2 separate regions of the Gossypium hirsutum genome follow, and region 2 is linked to region 1. The links are chromatin contacts, called in public Hi-C maps. All regions are on one chromosome and are shown on one strand. Each heading gives the region's core, a stretch centred on a gene start, on an enhancer-like site or on the middle of the called end of the contact. The rest is flanking DNA. Distances are from core to core; before and after follow the strand shown. Region 1 has its middle 13 kb from the start of LOC121205254. Region 2 holds the start of LOC107929673 (cationic amino acid transporter 9, chloroplastic).

Region 1 (7,362 bases), core at 1,329-3,828:
TGATGCGGGTTAGTTATTTTAGTGTGCAAGCAACAGTAACTTATCGTGGCCTAACTTGCTGGAAAAAGTCTTAGATGTCAGTTGGCAAGACTATAAATTACAGTAATTGTGTAAGGACTTACAAGACCAACCTCACTCACACCCTAAGTACTCTTAGGACGGTAAAGTTCTTAGAAGGAAGGGGAAAACAGTTGTAGGAAACCAGCTGGAATTGAGAAAGGCCATCTTTCATCTTTTTTTATGAAAAGGCGATTGGTGACCATTCAGGAATACATGCCACTAGACAATGAATAACAGGGTTCGCTTATTGGAAGGTTCTTTCTATAGATATGAAAACATGGGTACAAGCGTATTCCATCTGCCAAAAATGCAAAAGTGACATTGTTGCTTATCTTGGCTTACTACAACCATTGCCTATTACTAATAGGGCATGGGCTACCATCAGCATGAATTTTGTGAAGGGTTTACCCTTGTCCAAAGGCAAGACCACCATCTTGGTGATAGTGGACAAATTGACCAAATATGATCACTTCATTGCCTTGACACATCCCCACACTGCTACCACCGTGGCTCAGGCTTATTTGGATTAGGTATAGAAGTTGTATGGGGCCCCTAAGTCTATTGTTTCAGATAGAGACAAGGTTTTTGTTAGTTATTTTTGGCAACAACTCTTCAAACATCTTGGTACTAAACTACCCTTGTCAACAGCATACAATCCACAGAAAAATGGTCAAATAGAAATTCTGAACAAGTGCTTAGAAGGATATCTTAGATGCATGACAGGAGAGAAACCTTTTGACTAGGCCAACTGGTTGCCTTTAGCAGAATGGTGGTATAACACCACATTTCATTCAGCAATCAGTTCCACGCTATATAAGGTCATGTATGGTCAAGTACCCCCTATTCATTTGCCTTATTTGGCTGGATCTTTGCAGGTAGAAAAGATTGACAGAAGCCTTAGACATTGAGAAGGTTGCTCAAGTTTTATTTAAAAAGGGCACAATAGAGGATGAAGCAGATGGCAGACAAGAAAAGATCGGATCGACAATTTAATGTGGGAGATCTAGTGTATTTGAGGCTTTAGCCTTATAGACAACATTCTCTACAAAAATTAAGGAACCAAAAACTTTCACCAAAGTATTTTGGTCCTTACCCTGTGGAGGCCAAGGTTGGAAAGGTAGCCTAAAAATTAATGTTACCTGTGGGAGCTCAAATTCACTCAATTTTTCATGTTTCCCAATTGAAGAAACATATTGGTTTCGCAACTAGTAATCGTAACTTACCTCTTGTAGGTTCAGGTGGTTCTATTTTGAAGGAGCCAGTCAGAACTTTTGAGAGAAGGATGACTAAGAGGGGCAATCAAGCTACTAGTGAGGTGCTTGTGGAATGGGCAGACACATATCCAAAAGACTCTACCTAGGAAACTTGGAGTACTTTCCAGCAATAGTACCATACTTTTGATCCTTGAGGATAAGAATCAACTCTACGGAGGAACTACTTGTTATGGAAAGAAGAAAGTAATGGTGTTTGAGACAATAGCAAGTTACTGCAAATGTTTGAATTTCTATTATTTTAGTTAGTTTAATTGTTATGTAAAAATGTTGTGTTTTATCTTTGTTTTAATTGTAATAAGACAGGGTCACGTCATTAAAAAGCATTACTCACACTAAAAAGCATTACTCACACTAGTCATTTAATGAAACTATTCGTTTTGGGGACACCTAGACTGTTAGTTGCCAGGTGGTTTTTGGGGTCCATTACTCACACTAAAAAGCAGAAGCAAAGGCTGAAATATGGTTATGAAATTGGAAAACAAATTTCTCATTCTCTCTTCCTCCTTTCTCCCTGTATTTTCTCCCTTTCTTCATCTTCACTGCTAGATCGTTATTTTTCTCTCGCAACAGAAAGTTAAAAAAGAAAATGGGAAAATTTCAATAGAGTAGTTAGCTAAAAAGAAAATCTGGGAATGAGAGAGGGCATGCTTAGAATGAGGACCCCACAGGCATGTGGCCTCATGTGTTCCATCGTGATGAACAGTAACCAATGAAAAAGCGTATCCCCCGTTCTTGCTTTTGTCATATCCCCTCTCCCTTAATACCTTCTTCTAATAATGATTAGTGAGTTTAATTAAAGATTACAGAAATAAATAAAGAAAATTTGGGATTTGTTAAGCACTCTTCATATGTGTTAGTTTGCTTTAGATCAGATGTCCTATTCCTTTATAAAAACAACCCACGTGTTTACTTTCTATGGCTGCTTTGCAATCTGTTGGTCAATCTGTTCATTGCTGTTAAGTATATATATTGCAAGATCTTCCATTGGCTAATTTTATTTTATTAATCCAATTAAGGGTGTTCAATGAACGGAGATGAAAACACAAGTGGCCCTTTGAAAATAAACAAATGAATTGATAGGTGATGTATGAAACTGGTGAGAATCCTATCAGGTTTATATGCGACATGATTAGAGCTTGGAAGATGACAATTAATTTATGTTTTTTCTTTTCTTTGATCGAACCAGTTCCATCAAAGAACAGGAAAAAGAAAGGAGAAGAAAACATGCATGTGAAATTCAATGGACTGTGAGTGGGGTATTTGAAACGAGGTTCATGTGAAAAACAGTGTATGGGTGTATATATGATCGGTTAAAGACCAAAACTGGTTTTTCAAAGTGTTTTTCTGCATATGGGAAAAAGTAGAGAATTGTTATAATCAACATACCATTAGGTAGAGATACCCGGAATGCAAAGCCTGAATTTTCACTAGAGGTAAAAATTGACAGTACAACCAAGATCATCTCCAATTCCAGTACATTTTATTTAATTTTCCACATGGGAAACAAATTAGATGAACTGTAATGGCTTTTATATATATATATGCCATGGACCCCAGTCTTCTTTATTTCTTTCTTTCCTTACATGATTATGTTTTTTTTAAAGACCAGAATTCATGGAATTAGGCAGCATATAATCCCCTCTAGACCACTATGTATATGCCATTCATTTTGATATATTCTTTCTTTACTTGCAACTAGGCCTGTAATCTGTCATGGAATTTGGAAGAGATATCAACATCGAGAATGATGCTTCTCATTGTCATAACGACTTGCTTAGCTCTTATTCCATCGTCTCTTACACCGCCACTCCCACATCTTCCACTTGTTCTTCCTCCTCGACTTCGGGTTGTCATCCAAACGGTGTAGCTGAAAAAGATTGAAGAAAGGTGGAGATATGGAGAATGATGATAATGAGAACAAGAAGAGACAAAGGAGTACTTGTGGTAATAACGATAGTAAGCATGGGACGTTCCGAGGAGTGCGTATGCGAAGTTGGGGCAAATGGGTGTCTGAAATTCGAGAACCGAGGAAGAAATCGAGAATATGGCTCGGAACATACCCCACAGCTGAAATGGCTGCTCGAGCTCATGATGTAGCGGCACTTGCCATTAAAGGTCCCTCGGCTTACCTTAATTTCCCTGAAATCGCAAAGCAACTCCCACGCCCTGCTACTACGTCTCCCAAAGACATCCAAGCAGCGGCTTCTCAAGCGGCTGCCTCGACATTCCTCGACACAAGGCAATGCAACGTCGAGAACGAAGCTGGAGTAAGCCATGAAGAACTTCACAATACACAAGAATCATCAAGTTCACCCTCCATTGATGACGACGACACCTTGTTCGATCTGCCCGATCTAATTATCGATACTGCGGACCGAAACGATGGATTCTGCTCTTATTCTTCATCGGCATGGCAAATATGTGCAGTCGATGCTGGGTTCCGGATCGAGGAGCCGTTCTCCTGGGATTACTACTAGCAAACACACATATCATTTCACTACGTGTAATCTTTTTCATGGTCAATACCCTCTAACTTTGAAAATTATTCATCTCCTCTCATACAAATAATATTCCAATGCATTTCCTTCATCACAAGGAAAGCTGGCTCTTGAATCGTGAATCTCGTGGTTTCTTTTCCACTTTAATCCATTGGGATAATTAAAAATGAAATCTCCACCGTAAAATATTAATATAAGGGCGAGTTATTCATTGCGAGTGTAATTCTTCAACGCCACTTTTCTTTTGTTTTCTGGTATTATTTGTTTAGCAAAAACGAGAAATTATACTTTTTCGAACTTTACTGCAATCAACTTTAAAGCTAGCTAGGATGAGAATCCATGCAGCTTTGTCTCCTCTATTTTGCAATGGAACTTTCGATTCAATTGACTATAAAGTCCAGTTTTGAAACCATTTATTGTTGGTAAATGCTCTTTAGATAAAAAAAGTTTTTTTTTTTTAATCGGGAATTAGTGTTTTGTTACCATTATTTGTCCAGGAAAAGGGACCAAAGGGAGAGATTCCCAAGTTGTGATTAACTCGACAGCATAATCTAATCTAACTAAAGTTCAAAAAAAAGCCCTCCATTTTATTAATTTGGCAATAATATGCTTAGTGGAAAATGACATCGGCCCTTTATATATATTATTACAAAATTAGCGTTGGCATTGGCCACGGGTTTCACAACAGACGAAGTGTATGGTAAACCAAGTCATAAATTAATAGACCCACCAAGTACCTAATCATTTGGGTTAATTTTTTTTTTTTTTTGTCTTTAGGAAGAATTATTGGGAATTGGGTTTCCATTTTCCTTGATTGTATATGTCACTACAACTTGTAATCCTTCAAAACAAAATAATACGTAAGGAACTAGAAGACAAGAATAAACAAGATAATCAGTTATGAACAAAAAAGAAGTTTAATCTGCTAGGAATCTTACGACTACCGAGGAAGAATTTTTAATATTAATCATTTTTTAATGGAATTAAGATAATATTTAATTATCTCATATTTTTATATTTGATATTTAGTCTTAGAATTTAATCTTTTTAAATAAAAATATTACCCTATCGAATTTAACATAAAATGTCAACGATGTTAATAATTGAACTTAATTTTTAAAATTAAAAAAAAAGTGAATAAAAGTTGATAGACTAAATTTAACATATATAAAAATTATAATGACTTAAAAGCATATTTTAGCCTTTTTATAATTGATAAGAAAACAAGTAGATATAATAAAAAGATAAAAATTAAATATATAAAAAATGAGAGACCACCCTTTTAATCTTGCTTCTATTGTTTGGCCAATAGAGAGTCTTGCAGAACATGTTACAACTTCTCTAATATTCCTTGATTTAAATACCCCGATCAAAGACAAAAAGAAAAAAAAAAAAGAATAGCTAATCCCTAACGAACCAAAGGATAACTCAACTTCAGCTTATTCCTCTATTTTCATCTTATTCTTCATTTTTAAATTATTTTTTTTAGCTACTCACATATTTAAGTATTGGAGAGTGTTTTAGAGCAAAAACTCTTCTTATAAAATTCTCAAACATCCAACTTCAACTTTTAAATTCAGTCATCCCAAAAAATAAATAATAAATATAAGAATAAAACAATAAGTAAATTATTAAGAATGGAAACGTAAGGATCATTTTAGCAAATGTTTTGGTTTCTAATTAGTGTAAATTACTGATTCGAAAGCGACACTGAAAATGTTGTTGATGAGAATCTTAAACACAATAATTGGAGGTAAGTTTCTAATTTTAATTGAGTTGTTGGGAATAAGGAAAAAAACAAAAAGCTTCATCAGTGACAGTTATGATCCAGTAAAAGCTCCTATTTTCACCTCTTTTAAGTGGCATGCACATGTAGGGACAATTTGAGCGTTACGGTTTCATTAATTGTCTGTCAAATCTAGGCAATGTGCAATTTTTTAACAGCTAATCATTTTCATCTTCATCTAAATTAAAACAAACTCAGTGCTACACTACCTTTTAACAAAATGGTATTAAATAAAAGACTCATAATTAAATATGAAACAAGTGTTTAAATTAGGTTAACAATTATTTTTTGACTGCCTTTGAATGAGAGTTTTAAGTTTCATCATTTAAAATGTTATTTGGATATATAACTTTTTAATAAATAGGTTATAAGAATTTCACTAATTAAAAAATAAATACATTAAAAATGGATATCATTAGATTTGTAAACAATTATAAATATTTTTAAATATATATAGTAGATTAAATAAAAATGATTTTTCAAGTTTAATTTTTTTTTATCTTATAATGAGACTATGTGTATTAAATGAAATAAAATTATGAGAAATTTTGAAAAATCACCTGTTTAGATGGAATTTGAAAGAGAAAATTGAACTACTAAGGCTCCATTTGATTTTAGGAAATAAAAGCCATTTTCATTTTCATTTTCATTTTCTTGGAAAATGGAAAGCACTAAAGAAAATGTATTTGATAGAAAATTCTAAAAATGATTTTATTGAAAATGAAAATGAAAATGAATATATGTGAAAATTAGAAAAGAATAAAAAATTTTCATTATTTTCACTTAAAATGTTTTGTAAAAGTGAAAATGATGAAAATAATAGTTTTTAACTTTAAATGAATTGACTCTTGTGCAAACTCATATAAATTCAAAAATATTATTTTTAACATCTTTTCAAATATTAAATTTGGTATCTTAGTTCGAATCCATATAAATGTAATTATTATTTTTATTTTATTTTCATTTTCTATTACAGAAAAAAAGTTATCAACACGAATTTTTAGTTCTACTTACTAAAGTTTTTCAATTTTTTTTAAAATATAAAAAATATTTTGTAAAAAAGAACAAGGAAAATGGAAATAGAAAATATTTTCTGAAAGCTAGCGGAGCCTAAAATTCTTTCTTGAAATTACTCACAAATTTTGAAATTCTTCAGTATTTTCGCCTAAACAAGTAATTTTCTTTTTATAATTTTGAAAACATTGATACTAAGGAAATCCCTCCGTCAAATCTCTCGTCCAAACACACCCTTAAATATTTTATTATTAAATAGATGTCCATCAATATTAAGATAAGTTTGATGTACTTAGGACTCTAATGTCCATTTGAAGTAGAGTTTTATATCATGTATACTTCTTACGTCTATAAATATAGACTTTGGAAAAACTTTATAAACATTCCAATTGATAAATAAAACAAGTATTCTCTTTTGCTCTCTAATTTATTTGTTCTTTATTCTCTTTTATCTTTATTTCCTAACACATTATCAACACGAAAATTCTCTATTTTATGTTCTCCTAAATCTGAATTTCTCGTTTTGACTACCTGTCTGTTTGCACCATAGTTTCATTAATTTAGTATACATACAATTCAGCTAGCTTTTCAAGGGAGTAACCTAATCTAACTGGAATAAAATGAGCTAATTTTATTAGTCTAACAATAATAACCCAAATTGACTCTCCCTTTCCCAGCATCAAAGATAGTCCAAATACAGAATCCATCATGACTCGTCTTCATATCCAAT
Region 2 (7,362 bases), core at 2,072-4,571, 140 kb before region 1:
ATGTGGTTGTGTATGAAATTGGGTTGTCTTGATGTGGTATAAATTAATGCAAGTAAGGGTTGCAAAAAGTCTTGGTAGATAGCCTTATTTTTTGTCCACACGGGTAGACACACGGGCGTGTGTCTAGGCCGTGTGCGACACACGATCAGCCCTATGGGCATATTGTCTGCCCGTGTGTCCCCTGCACCTCAAATTTGCAAGTCAGTATGCATGGTAGTAAACACACGGACAAAGACACAGCCGTGTGTCTCAATCGTGTGGAGGACACGGCCTCTGCCACGGGCGTGTACCTTGGCTATGTGCCCCTAATTTGTTGCTGACGTCAAAAATAGAATGTCAAGGTTTTTACAAACGAGCGTGTCATGGCCGTGTGATGGACATGGGCTATAGACACAGGCGTGTGAAAACCCTTGTAGGTTTGAATTAGAAAATAAATCCGCATGGGTAAGGGATACGGGTGTGTCCCTATTTTGCTTAGGCCGTGTGAGTCACACAGGCCTTCAACACGGTCGTATCAAACTGACCATACGGCGTGTGCCCCTATTTCAAGTAGTATTTTTCAAAGTTTCCAAAAATGTTGAGACTATCCCCGAACCGTTTTCATAGTGTGATTTGGGAATCATAGGCCAATGTCAAGGTCTTATAGACAATTATTGAAAAGTTTTAAATTTGATCGAGTTTTTATGATTTGGTTATGCTGATGTGCTTGTGTTTAAGTCGAGAAATGCCTCGTACCCCATCCCGGCCTCGGACTCGAGTAAGGGGTGTTACAATTATTTAATAAATATTAATTTTATGCTAAAAAAATGAATTCCACATATGAATAAATTAGATAGTCCGTGGGGTAATAAAAAAAAAACCTCTCCACCTCACTTGAGACCTAATACCTAGTAATATATATGGTTAGATAAATAAATATTTGATGTTAATGTTGAAATAAATTTATAAATCCTAATTATTATAATTCATTAATAGTAATTGCATCATCAATTATAATTTATAAACCATAACTAATATAATGATAAATATTTTTTTAAAATATAATCATTTTAATTTTAATCTATTATATATTTTTTAAATATTTTATTTTATTTTCTATACTAAATAATACATGGAAAGAAAATTACTTATTCTTTCTATTTTTTTCACTTTCCTATCAAATACACCTATAAAAAAAATTATATATATATATATATATATTTTTGTACCATTTCAATTTTCTTTTTCACTCTACTAAGTAATACTAAGTCTAACGTGAAAGGTGTTGGAGTTTATATTGTTGCAGACTCAATGGTCAAACGGAGTCTAAATACAAATAGCAGAATCCTTACTGAGGAAGACCTCAGTTGAGAGTGCTAATGGCTAATGTCATAAAGCTGGCCTCTCTTCTCAATGTTATTGTTTTGGGTCTCTTTATTTTCATTGTATAGGGCATATGCCCTTATTCAATTTAAATCACCCATTGAAAATATATACGCAATATAATTAGGTAAAAGTATTATTAACCTATATTAAAAATTGAATTGCATTTATCGATTGAGTCTTAATTCCATTGGCATTGATATTATTATCAATGCAGAAGGACGTAAGTTTAAGTGTGTTGAATTGTATTATCCTCCTATTTAGAGATTAGGGAAAGACTATATGTAGTTTTAGGTATTGTATTAAAAAGAATAAATATGATAAAAATTTATAATGAGATTAATGTATTTTGTACTTTTCACTTAAAACGTAGATAAATTAGTCTCTGCACGTTAAATAAATCAATAAATTGATCATTTTATTAAAAATTCATCCAATTATACAATTAAATGTTGACATAGCAACATTTAAAAAAAATTACAAGAAATACTAAAAGTAAACAAACTTTTTATAATTGTTTAAAAAAAACTACATCTATGATGAACCTAAACAAATAAATATAAAAATTATTAAAAATATGTAAAAAATTATCAATAATATAAGAAATTATTAAAATTATTAAAAATAATGAAAACTTATACTTTATAATAATTATACAAATTATTTAAGAAACTACTCTAATAAACCTGGACAATTGTTTGTCAGATTTATTTTGAATATTTTTCTAATATATTCTTAATATTTTTTATAATTTTATAATTATTTAAAAAATCACATGGACATGAGTTGTCAAATAATTGTTTAAAAATTTATCTATATATATATATTTTACTTTTAAATATTTATTGATATGGCGAAATATTACATCAATATGAAAATATGTGGCATGTCACGTGTTGTTTTACTTATTGCTTCATTAACTACATTATCATTTATTGATAAAATGAATAAAATTTTTAATAAAAGAAATAATTTATTGTTTGTTTTAAATTATATAAACTATATTTGATTCCTAATAAATAATTAAAATAGTGTTTATCTGATTTACATGGTTCAACCGTCTCATAATATTTGTTTTCTGAAAACAAAACTTACGAATAGGATTCCTATCTTAATTTAGTGAAAAAGAATATCACCATATTAAACCAGTGGAGCATTATTTTTCTAGAAATTTTATCACATATAAATGCGTGTGAAAATAATATATTTAAAATATATACGTATTTATATATAATAAGCAATAAAACATATAGTTTAAAATTGATTAATTATAATTATACATAAAATATATATGATATTGAAATAAAAATTTATATTAAATTATGAGTAAAACGAAATTTAAATACATAAATATAGAAAACAAAATTTAATCATAATACTAAATGCATTACAATTATTTATCATGATTTTGTCATCAATTGTGAATTAGTATTGAGTTGACTTTTAACACCAACACAATTAATAACATTGTTAATATATACAATTGGTGGAGATGATAAATTGTGGATATTAAAATAAAAATGGATAAAATATATTAAAATGTAACTTTGATTGAATGATAAATTGAATATTTTACTAATTCAATTAGTACGAGTTCAAATCTTATTATAGACATATATTTATTGATTTTTATTATAATATAAAGACTAAAATACAATTAAATAATATAACTTATTTTAATTATGAAATGATATTTTTATAAATTTTCTAATTAAATTAATGTCCGATGACTTGTAACACCAAATAAGTTTATTAAAAATTAAATAAAATATTAACTCCCTTATTCTTAAACTAATTATTTTTAACGATATCCTGCAGTGATTTTCGTTTTTTGTTAATTAAGAAAATGGAAAGAAAAAGAAAGAAAAAAAGATTCCGATTTTTAAAAAAAGGGGGAATATCTTGATTGTTTTCCGAGAAGAAATATATGAGCAAAAATGTATGGCTAATTTCGAGCCGCTATATCCATACCTAACCCCGTTGAATTTTCAGACACTATAAATAAGATGAATGCCAGCGTGACACAAACTACTGGCATCCTTCTTTCGCACCTTTATGGCCTCAACCATGGATGATAGCCGTCACAAAGACGCCACCTCCTCATCTACTTGTTTCTCTCACTTTTGCTCTTCAGCTCTTAGAGCCAAGACCCTCAAGTCATCCTCCTCCACTAACAATTCTAGCGATGGCCTTATCCGCCGTCTCGGCGTCTTCGATCTCATCCTACTCGGCGTCGGCGCCTCTATCGGTGCCGGCATATTCGTTGTCACCGGAACCGTCGCTCGTGATGCCGGTCCAGGTCCGCTCCAATTCTTTACTTTTTGGTTCTATTGGATCGCAGATATCGTTTCTGCTTTAGATTTTGTTGCGATTTTCTGAATCTGTTTTTGCAGGAGTGACTATTAGTTTCATACTCGCGGGAGCATCGTGTGTGTTGAACGCGTTGTGCTACGCGGAGTTAGCTTCACGGTTTCCCGCCGTAGTCGGAGGCGCGTACTTGTACGCGTACACGGCCTTCAATGAAATTACGGCTTTCCTTGTATTCATGCAATTAATGTTGGATTATCATATCGGAGCAGCTAGTATTGCCCGTAGCTTAGCTAGCTACGTGGCTACCATTTTCGAGCTCATCCCTGCTTTGAAAGGAAACATACCTCCCTGGGTTGGTCATGGTGGTCAAGAATTCTTTGGAGGAACTTTGTCTATCAATATCCTGGCTCCGATTCTTCTTGCCGTGTTGACTGTTATCCTCTGTCTTGGTGTTGGAGAATCTTCTGCTGTTAATTCTTTCATGACTGCAGCCAAGGTACCCTCCTTTCAGGACTTCGTTTGTTTTCTATATTCTGATTATACCCGTTTTTCCTTTTTCTGAGAGTAAAAAAGGACAAAGATTGTACTCGGATACAAAAATCAACAAGATTTGTGAATAATTAAAAGTTAACATTTGGCCTTTGGTGAAAGGAAGAAACAGAGGGGGAGGAAAAAAGTGAAATGGGAGTGATTGTAACTGATTTCCGCATTAACTGTGTTGCAGGTTGTCATCGTTATTTTTGTCATTATTGTTGGATCTTTCAAAGTTGATGTAGATAATTGGTCTCCTTTTGCTCCCAATGGTGTTAAACATATATTTACGGGAGCAACCGTAGTATTCTTTGCATATGTTGGATTTGACGCGGTTGCTAATTCTGCTGAAGAATCAAAGAGACCTCAGGTAATCTTATTTTGAAAGCAACTCAATGTCTTGTCATTCAAAGTATTGTAATTTATGTTACTATGCTTTATCTTGTATTGTATTGTTTTATAGTGTCTGCATGTTATTTGTAGTTTCATTCTTTATATCTTCTCTGTTTTAATTTTGATATTTCAGCGTGATTTGCCAATCGGAATTTTGGGAAGTCTGCTTGTATGTGTTATTTTATACGTTGGTGTTTGCTTAGTGCTCACCGGGATGGTACCTTACAACCTCCTTGGCGAGGATGCTCCTTTATCTGAAGCGTTTACATCCAAGGGTTTGAAATATGTTTCTATTTTGATCAGTATTGGAGCTGTTGCTGGGCTTACAACAACCCTTCTAGTTGGTCTATATGTCCAGGTGAAATTTCAATGGTTTCTGTTATGTGGTTATGTCCTTATTGAGTGGCATGTTCCCAGTGCACGTGATGAAATGCTTTGTCTGAGCAGCTGTTGGTCTTTATGTCAAATTTCTATGTATTTGTTATATCCTTATTGAGTAACATGTTTCCAGTTTACATGATGGAGTGTTTCTCTGAGCAGTCTCGCTTATATCTTGGGCTTGGAAGGGACGGTTTACTGCCTTCGATATTTGCTAAAGTGCATCCGATACGCCACACACCTATTCATTCTCAAATCTGGGTCGGTATCATTGCTGCTGTTTTGGGAGGGCTGTTTAACGTGCATATACTATCACACATTCTTTCAGTTGGCTCACTGGTAGGCCATTTCTTTTCCTTTTTCTGTGAAGTCTTTGCTCTATATTTGCTTAATCATATATGGTTATCAAGTTATCACAGTTTTAGATCTGGAACTACTACTGATTGGACAGTTAGTAACCAAAAACAAGTATCTACAAGGGGTAACCTACTTCAGCATATTGTGCATTTCCTAGTATCATCTGTAGGTCATCGAAGTAGTCTATTTTCAGCTTCAGATGAAAGCAGATCAGTATCTGCAGAACTTTTATTTGCTAATAACTTTTAACCATAGAGTGTATACTCTGGCTTCTGTCAACATCCTGTAATGTGTAGAAGTGCATGTATTGGATGGTCATGAGTTCAAAGGAAAGTACCTGCATAAATTAAGTTGATGTTTTGAAGGAACAAATGCATTTAGATGTGTATAATTGCGAATGACATGCACCTCACTTTATACTTTGATTTGTTTCAGACAGGCTATTCTGTTGTTGCAGCCTGTGTTGTAACGCTTCGCTGGAAAAATAACACCGGAAATCGAGTTTCTTCAAAGTGCATCTCAACCTGGTGTGAAGGTGTCCTATGTATTTTCCTAGTGGCATGCTGTGGTTTTGCTGCTGGAGTTCTTTATCGTTTTGGCACTCACTTTATTTTTATGATTGTTGCGGTGGTTATAGCCATAATGGCTTGTGCTGCTCTTTGTTTCCGTCAGGTGAATGAATTTATCTATACATAAATTTGATTTCTACTTTTCCTTTCCAATGCCAGGAAAAAGGGAGTGTTTATTGATATACATATGGTGTTAATGGTGTTCAATGTTAAGATTGATTGCGCTTTTGGCTATTTACAGCGCACATGCTGGCTTTCTGCTTGGTTTAACATGACCAGCTGAATTGGTAAACCTCTTAATATGATTTTTTGAACCCATTAATGCACTCTTCTCAGGCTTATTCAGATCCTCCAGGGTTTTCTTGTCCATGGGTTCCGATTGTGCCATCTGTTTGCATCTTTTTCAACATATACCTGTTTGCTCAGGTATGCCTGCAAAATGCCCTCACTACAATCCTTTTGAATTAGTGCATTGAATTTGTGTAACCAATTCATAAAGGAGTTAAAATTCGAAGAATTTATAGACCAAAGCCGGCTGGTGTTAATTACCCTATTTTTTTTGGCACAGTTGCACTATGAAGCGTGGATCAGATTCATCATCCTCAGCATAGTATCTGTAGGTATTTATGCATTTTATGGACAGTATCATGCTAATCCCCGTTTAGATGAGACAATTATTTACCATATGGCGCCTGAAGAAGATAGACACTGAGCATTAATGTACAGTCACCAATAGTTATTGGTGGGACTTGTAGTCTATCATCCTATTATTGCACAATCAGCTTATAAAATTATTAGTGATCATAGATGTAGATTTCTATTAGAAAATGTTGGCATCTCTGCTGACTAATAAACAAAGTGTATTTACACGGTCTTCTCTACAGTACATTTAATTTCTTACCAACTAGGTAGGTTCTCCTCGAGCTGTCGTTTTTACAACTGTTAAGATACAGATTAATTTGTGGATCATTGACTTCTTGTGGTGTTTGACTGTTCTACAATGCATACATTTATGTCACATGGCTAGAATTTTAGTTTCGTAAGCTACGTGGTTGCTTCAAATCCACTTAAGTTCGCCTACCTCTTGAAAATGAAAATTCAAAAGTAAAATTCTCTATGACATCCAAATAAAGTGAAAGTAATTCAGAAAGACAAAGGGATTTGAATCAAATAGAAATGCCATGAGAAAATTATAGCACACCAAGTGTTTGAATAAATATTCTCTAATGTATTTTATAACTCTAAATAAAAATAATAGGATTATTACTAATGAAAGAGGAAGATTTTATTTATAGTTGAGTTCTTTAAGATCTAATAGTAAATATCGGATTACATCGATAACTAAAATTAGTGTCTATCTACAAATTGAGAGTCTAATGGATTTAAACTCTATACATTTTTATTTATTAGAATTTACAATAATTATCTCGTTAATTCTAATTTTATTGGAGTGATTCACCAA

Evidence for each region. A called contact is a pair of places that touch in the nucleus more often than the background predicts.
Region 2: a contact with region 1 is called in a Hi-C map of anther, with 5 times the contacts expected there. The contact joins the promoter of LOC107929673 here to the enhancer-like site in region 1. A contact is called at or near these places in 6 of 34 Hi-C or Micro-C datasets (anther, hypocotyl and leaf).

Annotation. Positions count from the first base shown.
Region 1 is chrA08:106,319,722-106,327,083 of Gossypium_hirsutum_v2.1, reverse strand. It overlaps the pseudogene LOC107929640. Among protein-coding and RNA genes, the nearest start is that of LOC121205254, 13 kb to the left of the region's middle. Within about 2 kb of position 2,578, at least 5 of the 9 cell types and tissues checked have an H3K27ac peak or open chromatin away from gene starts, as enhancers often do. A contact at or near this core is called in hypocotyl, where this site is marked.
Region 2 is chrA08:106,462,256-106,469,617 of Gossypium_hirsutum_v2.1, reverse strand. It overlaps LOC107929673 (cationic amino acid transporter 9, chloroplastic), which reads left to right and starts at 3,321. Exons shown (of 8, transcript XM_016861165.2): 1 at 3,321-3,661; 2 at 3,756-4,168; 3 at 4,397-4,573; 4 at 4,730-4,954; 5 at 5,137-5,313; 6 at 5,767-6,003; 7 at 6,237-6,326; 8 at 6,469-6,869. The coding sequence starts at 3,418. The coding sequence ends at 6,612.